2 separate regions of the Mus musculus genome follow, and region 1 is linked to region 2. The links are chromatin contacts, called in public Hi-C maps. All regions are on one chromosome and are shown on one strand. The core of a region is the stretch at or near the end of the contact, and the rest is flanking DNA. Distances in the headings are between cores, read along the strand shown.

Region 1 (4,868 bases), core at 672-3,171, 200 kb after region 2:
ACAGGAAGAAGTGGGGTGCTGGAGGCAGGGCTCACTGATAGAGCATGCTCCGTGCATGTTGCCCTCAGTCTCATCCCCAGAAACTTATTAGAAAAATCATTCTGTGGAGTCTGAAAGGAGCTGAGTAGTTAAAAGCATTTGCTGCTCTCACTGAGAACCTGGGCTTGGTTCTGAGCATCCATGTCATATGGCTGTGACTCTGACTACAGAGGAGATGCAGCACCCCCTGCTGGCCTCTGCTGGCTCCTGCATACATTTGGTGCACATAAACTCACACAGGGTCACACACATATACTTTTTTTTTTTTAATTTTAATTTGAAACAGAAAAGAAAACCTATTGTCTTAGGAGTCTATTGCCCTTGAGCAGACACCATGACCAAGGCAATGCTTATAAGGACAACATTTAATTGGGGCTGGCTTACAGATTCAGAGGTTCAGTCCATTATTATCAAGGCAGGAGCATGGCAGCGTCCAGGCAGGCATGGTGCAGGAAGAGCTGAAAGTTCTACATCTTCATCTGAAGGCCACTAGGAGAAGACTGGCTCCCACATGGTTTGGAGAAGGGTCTCAAAGGCCACCCCCTCCCACAGTGACACACTTCCTCCAACAAGGCCACATACCTCCTAACAGTGCCCCTCCCTCTGCCAAGAATATTCAAACCATTGTACGGGCTGGTTTTGTGTGTCAACCTGACACAAGCTGGAGTTACCACAGAGAAAGGAGCTTCAGTTGAGGAAATGCCTCCATGAGATCCAGCTGTAAGGCATTTTCTCAATTAGTGATCAAGCGGGGGAGGCTCATTGTGAGTGGTGCCATCTCTGGGCTGGTAGTCTTGGGTTCTATAAGAGAGCAAACTGAGCAAGCCAGTAAGTAACATCCCTCCATGGCCTCTGCATCAGTTCCTGCTTCATGAGCTGCTTGAGTTCCAGTCCTGACTTATTTTGATCAATAACTATGTGGAAAGTGTAAGCTGAATAAATCTTTTCCTCCCCAGCTTGCTTCTTGGTCATGATGTTTGTGCAGGAATAGAAACCCTGTCTAAGACAAACCATCACAACTGTTTTGTACCAAACATTCTCTAAAGTGTTGTAACTCCTGAATTACTGATACTAGAGAGATTTCAGTGTTGTACAGACCGTTTGCCTCTGTGTTCCCCGCCAGAGGCTCCCATCCTCCCTCTCATGCCCCCCGCCCTGCCCCACAATGGCAAGCACGATATGCAGGCAGCTGGTTTCTGTGCTGCATCGTCCTGCAGCAGCCCAGGGCTCCCTCTTCCTCCCCTATCACAAGATACATTCTCCCTGCTTCTGTGTCTCCAAAAACCAACACCCAACACTCCTCCAGATAACTCTCCAGGTGCCTGTCCTTGAGACCTTAGAGAAATAACAAGCTCAAGGGAGACCATGGAAAAAGTAAAAGGTAAACAGAGGTCAGGTCACAGTTACGACTGGCCATAAAATTAGTCCTTGAACAGACACCCATTAACCCCTTCTGCTTCAGTACTATTCCACCCTCTACTCCCCTTTTCTGTGTATATTCACACTATTCCTATTCTGTATATAAACCAATGTTTTCTGGACTCAGGGACGCTTACCAGCATTCACACAGTGAATGCTAGGTGGACGAACAGAGTTCGAACTTGTAAATAAAAGACTCTTTTGCAAGTTGCAGCAGACTCTGCAATTCTTGGACTTGTCTGGGTTTCCCGTGAACTCAGGGCACAACAAAAGCAGTTGAAATACTAAAACGAAAGCAAAGAGTATTCCATCTAAAAGGAGTTAATCTTTTTACATGATTTTGTTGACCATCTAATGTGTGTCAGGCATTATGCCAGGAACATAAGCTGAGATGAATAATTACAATATAAACACTCTTGTTTTCCAGACTGCCACACTGAAGCTTATAAAATACATGGTGAATCATCAAGGAGTGAAGCAATAAAGGCTCAGGGTATCTTAATAGTGAATAATGGTTAAGAGTACTCGTTGCTCTTCCAGAGGGCCCAGGTTTAATTCCCAGCACCAACATGGAGGCTCACAACCATCTGTAACTCAGTTTCACAGGATCAGACGCCCTCTCTGACTTCTCTCATCACTAGGCAAGCATGTGACCCATAGAAATACATACAGGCAAATACTAATGCACTTATAAAATAAATAAAAACAGAGAACCACTTCTGGGTCAGTGTACTAACTAGTTTTATGTCAACTTGACACAAACTAGAGTCATCAGAGAGGAGCCTCAACTGAGAAAAAGTCTTCCATAAGATGGGGCTGTAGACAAGCCTGTAGGGCATTTTCTTAATTAGTGATTGATGGAAAAGGGTCCAGCTCTTTGTGGTTATTGCCACCCTACCTAGGCTAGCAGTCCTGGGATGTATAAAAAGCCAGCTGAGCAAGTTATGAAGAGCAAGCTAGTAAGCAGCACTCCTCCATGGCCTATGCCTCAGTTCTTCCCTCCAGGATCCTGCTCTGTTTAAATTCCTGTCCTGACTTCCTTCACTGATCAATGTGTAAGTAAAAGCTGACTGCACCCTCTCCTCCCCAAGTTTCTTTGCTGTTTTACACAGCAATGGTAACCATAACGAAGACAGGTTGGTACCAGGTATTGCTGTGACAGACAACAGGTTGTGTTGGGGAGGATAAGAACGCTGAAATCCCTGACTTTGTGCTATTTCAGTGAGAAGCGAAGACTCTACTGGAAATTTTGTGTGTAGAGTCTGTAGTCCTGGTGAGCTGGGAGCTGAAGAGTCAGCTGTGATTAACAAGATTCCAGAACCACTAAAGTAAACCTTTGTTTTGCTGGGACAATGGATAGCTGGGCAGCTGGGGCTGAAGAATCAGTTATGATTAAGAAGAGACCAGTATTGTTGAGTTGAAAACTTCTGAGAAGTGTTTCCTTAGAGTTAGCACACAGAGACTGTATTCCAGAGACTGCCAAGGTTGTAAAACCAAACTTGGTCGTGTAAGAGTCACCCAGGTGGTACTGGTTTTAAAGGGATGAAGGGATCGTGGAGAGCAGCTGAGGCCAGGAGAGGCCATTGGTGAGGGTGCAGCCTCACTGGCAGCTGATGGCCCGGGATTAAAGGGGTCCTGCAGAGAATTTGAAGCTTGGCACCATGAAGAGAGCCTAGGAAAGGCTATTGGTGAACAACGTGTAGCCCAGTTGCAGCAGAGGACCCCGGCATTTTAGAGATGCCAAGACCAGGGGCTGACCACCAAGGACAGCAACAGCAGTAAATTCAAGTCAGCTGGAGCCCAGAAGACAAGCTATGTGTGTATGTCACAGAGCATGGAGCTGGAGAGGTGTCCCAAGCCCCTTGGAGGAGCTCAGATCATGAGTGGATTCCTGGCATTGGGTGTTGAGTTACTGATACTTTTGGAGTTTAGTTTTGCTTTGCTCATATTGTTACTGTACCCTCACCCTTCCCTCTAGAAGAAAGTCTCTGTGATGCTTATTCCTGGTTGTCAATGCGACTACATCTGAAATGAACTACAGTCCAGAAATGGAGGACATGTCTGTGACCCAGATCTTGAGGCTGGAAGACACAGGCTCCTGACCCAGATCTTGACATGGGATGACACACACTTTCGATCCAGATCTTGAGGCACAGTGGCCATGAAAAGCTTAGGCCCAAGTAAGGTTGTACACACCTTTAATCCCAGGAGACTGAGGCAAGCAGATCTCTGAGTTCAAGGCCAGCCTGGGACAAAGCAAGTTCCAAATTCAGGCATAAACACCTTTAATCTGAGTTACCTCAGATTAACCTTCTCTTGGAGGCCTACATAAGGACATTAAAAGAAGAAAGAGTCGTTCTTCCTTGTCTGCTTGCACGTACTAGGCAGCAACTCTGTTGGAACCTACCTATTCACGTTTCCAGCTTATACAGAAGAGCAGCTGAAGCACCTAACCTCACAGACTGAGCAGCTACGAGATCCTTGGACTTCCCATTCACCGCTGCCCATTGTTGGGCTAGTTGGACTGCAGACTGTAAGTCATTCCAATAAATTCTCTTAATATATGGAGACGTTCCATAAGTTCTGTGACTCTAGAGAACCCTGACTAACGCAGTATTTAATTTTGATTTTTTACGGGAGCCCACAGCTGAGATTTTAAAAGAAACTGTTGAATTTTTAGAGAGATTGGACATTTTAAAGAGACTGAAGCTCTAAAATGTTTGAATTTGTAAAAATTCTGTGGGAATCTTTAAAGTTATTTATGGGATGTCAACATTACCGTACCATCTTGGGGATACATGAGAAAGGAAAGGTTCTAACTGTAAGGCGATGTGCTTATAAGTGTCAAATTGACAAGGAGCCAGTTGTTTGGGCTAGTTTTATTTCAACTTGTCACAAACTAAAGTCATCAGAGAGGAGAGAGCCTCAGTTGCAAAAATGCCTCCCTCCACAGATTGGGTTGTAGGCAGGCATGCAAGGCATGTTCTTGATTAGCAATAAACGGGAAGGGCTGGAGCCATTGTGGGTGGTGCCATCCCTGGGCCTGGGTCCTATAGGAAAGAAGGCTGACCAAGCCATGGGGAGCAAGCCAGAAAGCAGCATCCCTCCATGGCTTCTGCATCAGCTCCTGCCTCCAGGTTCCTGTCCTGTTTGAGTTCCTGTCCTGACTGCCTATGATGATGAATTGTGATTTGGAAGTCAAATGAGCCCTGTCCTCCCGGAGTGTTTTATCACAGTAGTAATAATCCTCCCTAAGTCAGTCATGCTGTTCATCATCTATAAACCTGGGATAATAATACTCACCAAAAGGACTACTAATAGATAACAAAGAATCAATCATTCTGGATCCTAGCAGTACAAAAAAAAAAAAAAAAGCAATTGTATTTTTTTTTAGAGATTTATTTATTTAT
Region 2 (5,237 bases), core at 420-2,919:
GATCTCCTGTCACCCAGCCTTGTAACCAGCTTGCAGTTGCTATGGAAATGGCACGGGGACCCTGACTGATTCGTTCAGAAGAATCTGTCTCCTTTCGAAGCCGCTACCTTTAAAAGCAGCATTCAAATTATTTATGAAAATTGGGTCAGTGTACCATATGGTAATTGTAAATGCTGCTCTTTAAATTAGTTGGAGGGCATGAAAATGACACTTGTGATTTCATCTTTGTCCCGTTTGACGGGTCTCTTGGAGGTTACTGTGTTTAATCCAAGTCTAATGTAATACTCAAGTTTCCCTCTTTCTGTTCCTGGTTTGACAGTTCCAACCCAAGCACATACAGCTGACCTAGCCGGAGAGACCTGGCCTTCCCTCTGGGTTCTTCTACTACTCGTGATCATTTTCAAGGATTTGAATACATGAGAAAGCATCTCACTGCTTCAGGAATCATCTCTTTCTCTAGAGGAAAATTTATGACCTCTAGGGGGTCCAGGACACAATTCTGGGGTGCCTCTCTCTACATATTATGACAAGAATGAACTTAAGAGAACAGAGAATTCTCTTCTCTTACCCTACACAGGTAAGGGGATCATATGATCTTCCTCTTTCACTTTTTTAAACATCAAACAAAATCTTGGCCATTCACTGTAACTAGAAGCATCAAAGGGGAATCTTGGCCCCAGTGCAGATTGTCCAGGTCTCAGTACACACAACAAACACTGGTGCCATTTAAGAGCTAAATGTCACTTCCTGCCTCCAGTTCCCTCTAGACTTGATCCCATCCTTTTATATCAGCCACTTCGTCCTCTTAGTACAGGAGGAGACTTGGCCAGTTCTGTGGAAAATTGGAAAACATCACATCATGGGAACTGATATTTTTCATGGAATAGGACACCCTAGCCATCCTAGAGTCTACAGCATTTAAAATTCATTCATTCATTTTTCATTCATTCATTTATTCATTCAAAATCATAGAAGTCTCCACAGACACATATTTGAGTGCCTGACATAATGGACCATGGCTTTGAGAAGCATTTATTTATCTTGAGGAAATCTCAAGGTTCAAAAACTTGCATTGCCCAGGAAATACAGCAGGCTAAGCAATCTAACCACCTATCTAGGTGAAGACTTTGATAGGTGGATGACAGACTTGAACATCTTTCTCTGACTTTCCCTTTTATGCTCAGCAAGCTTTAGAAGTGGCAGTCAACAGTCAAGTCTCCCTTGCCACCAACTAATACAACCTTGTTTATATTTGACAACAACATGGTTCTCCTTTTAAATTGATAAAGGGTTCTTGCTTATTTGCTTAGCAATAGCTCATTTGGGCATTACTTATCTTCAGAAAATAAGCTACGGGCAGGAAAATGTTAGTATTTCAGTAATGAATCTGACTTTTACATTCATGGCATACCATAGGAATGGCCCAATGATAATTACTCAATCCTCTTTCATGAATAATTGTTTTCTGGTTGTTTGTTTGCTTGCTTTCCCTATGGTTTTAAGATTAATTCTCACTATATGGTCTGCACGGTCTAAAATTCACTACATAGACCAGGGTGTCCTTGAATTTGGAAAGATCTGCCTGCCTCTGCCTCCCAACTTCTGGGCTTAAAAGTGAGCACAGCCATGCCAGGCAATGAGTAAAGTTTCACTGTGGTACAACGATTCCAGTTCATTCTGTGTGTACTTTGCCTGTGGCTTCCCTCACGCTGCATCGTAGGGGTGAGTCATTACAATAAATAATGAAGCCTTCAGAAATTGAAATATTATCTGACTCTTTACATGAAAGAATTTGCCCAGTCCCGATGTTTATCATTCCTTGAACAGTCTAGGGGTTGTGAATTAAAGGTAAACATCATTAAATCTATTTACTAACTCTGGAGTTATCGTGGGAATCGCTCCATCCCTGGGAGAGCCTGTGGTTTGTCTGCTTCTCCAGTACAAGTAGATTTTCCTGCAGAACTTGGCCCGTAATTAAGGCGTGCGCTCAACCTTGGCAGTGACATGGTGGTTAAAGCTCATAACTCAGCAGCCTGACTCTAGTTAAGGGGAAAATAAGGCTTACAGCATGCTGTTTTCTGTCCCTTGGATGAAGCATTTACTTAACAATCAATGCCACTGTGTGCCTTTCCAGAGTGACTCTGTCCTGTCAAGAGCAGACAACCTGAATGAGGACCTTACTTTCAATTCTTTATGATATTTATAAACTGTTTTAAAATTTTTATTAAAACATTTTTTAATTTTTATTTTATGGGTATGTGTGTTTTGTCTGCCTGCATGTCTACGCATGCCTGGGGTCCACAGAGGTCAGGAGAAGACATCAGGTCCCCTGGAACTGCTCTTATAGATGGTGTGAGCTACCTTGTGGATGTTTAAAACATGAACTCAGGTCCACTGGAAGAGCAGCCAGTGCTCTTGACCACTGAGCCACCTCTCTAGCTCTCTTCATGTTCTTTTCCCAACAGACTCTTTAAATTGAAGCAGAAAAAAAAAACTGTTCCTTAAGAATAAAACAGCTAGCTTCCCTACTAACTTAAACTTTCACCAAAAAGTCTGATATGACTGTAGTTGGTAGGAATTGTTAGTAACTCATGAGAAAGTCCATGTTTCTTTAGGAACTCAAGTACCCCAAACCTTAAACCAAAGACTACTGCATGTATGTAATTTTCCTTAGATATTTTGATGTGCCAACATAGAGCAAATTGAAGAAAAATAATCTTTGAAATTGTGGCTCAGGATTAAAATGGCATAAATATCCCCTGTGTGTCAGGCAAAGTGCAGGCACACTAAGTATAACCAGAGCAAGTCAGCCATGATAAATACAGCCTCACCATGTACAGCCTCACCAAGTACAGTCTCACCAAATACAGTCTCACCAAGTCAGCCAGCCCAAATACAGCCTCACCAAGTACAGCCTCACCAAGTGCAACCTCACCAAGTACAACCTCACCAAGTGTAAAAACAACACCAGCTATAGCCAAAGCATCAAGTGAAGCCATACCAAGGACAACCACATCACTAAGTACAGCCACATCACCAAGTACAACCTCATCAAGTACAGTCACAGCTCTTAGAACTGCACACAAGGCAAACATAAGCAGGCACTGAACAAGATACGGAGATTGGCAGAGCGTGGTCGCTCACGCCTTTAATCCCAGCACTCGGGAGGCAGAGGCAGGTGGATTTCTGAGTTCGAGGCCAGCCTGGTCTACAAAATGAGTTCCAGGACAGCCAGGGCTATACAGAGAAACCCTGCCTCAAAAAAAAACAAAAAACAAAAAACAAAAACAAATACGGAGTTTCAAAGAAAGATATGGTGCTAACCATAGAGAAGGAAGGAGGCTAGATGTCCACTGCCCCCTGGTGGTAGTGAACAGAATTTACCTTCCCTAGGTGAAGCGGTGTTCAAAACAACCTGTAAAAGCAGAAAGTGAAATACCTTTGTCTGTTCCCATGCTCAGGAATCCCCAGCATGTAACCTGAGAGCTCTCACCTGACCAGGAGCTAGGAAAACCCAAGCTCCGATGGGAGAAAAGAGCATCAGAGGACACAAATATAAGAACCACCCACCAGTGACTTTACAACAGCCACCAGAACAAGACTTGTCTAAGAACTATCCCAGATGAAAGAAATTTTAAAACAAAAGTCACACACAAAAAAGAACAAATAAAGAGAAACCAACTGAATACTTTAAAAGTGAAAAAAACACAACAGCCAAAGCTAGCGCTTCTGCAGATGGGCTCAATAGCACAATGTAGAAAGAGCTTGGCCAGAGCAGAGCATTTTACGGGATGGGATATTTGTATACATCATGATGTGTCTTTCTTGACAAGTTCAGAATTATATACACAAATCAATGCTTAGAACTACACACATCATTGTGTATGAAGCTAGAAGTACATCATCTCCCGACAGAATCCACTAACATGTACATCTTAGACTTTCTCTAGCTGGCTGCTTGCTCTTTATAAACTATCTAGATCATGTTTGTTTGTTTGTTTGTTTGTTTGTTTGTTTAACAGCAACACAAAGGGACTTGAAGTGGAAATGCAAGAGTTTTTTTGAAAGTCAGTTGAGTGGTGTTTTGTTGGGGCAAACATGTGAAAGTGTACATAGGTGCGAAAGACTCAGGCAGACTCGTGAAGGAGCATTTCATTGAAGCAGACACAGGAGAGGATATTCTGCTAAGGCAAGCACTTGAAAGGACATGTGATGAAGGATTCTGTGTTAACATGTATGTACTGGTCTGCCTTGTACTGCGCAGTTGACCTGTATTTGTTGGAACGTTATAGAGACAAATGCACCAGAAAACTTTTGGTGGTGTATTGTAGTGTCTTGTCGCTTCTGTGGACTCGGAATGATTGGATGTGCATGCTAAGGTAAGACACTTGCTGAGCCAAGATCCATGTTGAGGCAAGGCATATGGAGGACATGTGATGTTTGGAGGGTATAAATAGGACTTCATGGAGTGACTGACACAGAGCTTGGCTTGTTGGTATAGCTAGTTGTACAACACTTGTGGGTCTCCTGTCTTCGCTGATCCTCGCTTCCCTGAGACAGGCACTGCCAAGAATTTTTCTTGGTGTTCCTGTTGCTCTCTTCTGTTGATTCGAGCTGAAGCTGAGGCCTGGCTGTCTCTGCTAGGTTGTGTCTCCACTGTTGCTAAGCTGACTCTATTGAACTGGACAGTTGATGTATCTATGAAATGTTTGCAAATGTTGCTGTCTGTTAACTGAACTTTTGCTTTTCAGACAATATAGACTAGAATTGTTCCAAAGAACCTTTCTAAACAGGTCTATATTTTTTTATATATCTTCTTTTCTATTATCTCTGGTGGGTGGTGGGCTAAAATCATTTAAGGACCATCATTTAAAATGAAGTTAGAAAAAAATTAAAGTTACAGTTGGCACCCAACATGTACTTTAATTTATAGCACCACCTGTAACTTTAATTTTTTCAAACCTTATTTTTAATGATGGCTCCTACATCAGGTGACGTTTCACATGTGTGCTGTAGCAGAATATTCTCTCTCCTATGTCTGCTTCAGTGAAACTGCTTCACGAGTCTGCCTTAGCCTTTCACATCTGTGTCCGTTCACAGCCCTGACTTTGAAAGATGTCACCAGCAAAAACAACCCCTTTGTTTTATTGGCATGCCTTGTCACTCCAGAGTGGATGGAAGGTAGCCATGAGAACCACGGGTGCTGGCGTGTATCACGTGTCACCTCAGGGTCGGAC

The links. Hi-C and Micro-C count contacts between places; a contact is called where the count stands out from the background.
Region 1: a Hi-C map of uterus shows a contact between it and region 2, with 9 times the contacts expected there. The contact joins two enhancer-like sites. A contact is called at or near these places in 5 of 484 Hi-C or Micro-C datasets (embryonic fibroblasts, embryonic stem cells, myocytes and 2 more) and 2 of 115 datasets of contacts at active chromatin or transcription factors (embryonic limb bud and pancreatic cancer cells).

What each region holds. Positions count from the first base shown.
Region 1 is chr10:69,179,325-69,184,192 of GRCm38.p6, forward strand. It overlaps a transcript of Rhobtb1 not described here. Among named protein-coding and RNA genes, the nearest start is that of Gm33263, 30 kb to the left of the region's middle. Within about 2 kb of position 1,922, at least 9 of the 459 cell types and tissues checked have an H3K27ac peak or open chromatin away from gene starts, as enhancers often do. A contact at or near this core is called in uterus, where this site is marked.
Region 2 is chr10:68,974,927-68,980,163 of GRCm38.p6, forward strand. No RefSeq gene overlaps it. Among named protein-coding and RNA genes, the nearest start is that of Gm33035, 56 kb to the right of the region's middle. Within about 2 kb of position 1,670, at least 25 of the 459 cell types and tissues checked have an H3K27ac peak or open chromatin away from gene starts, as enhancers often do. A contact at or near this core is called in uterus, where this site is marked.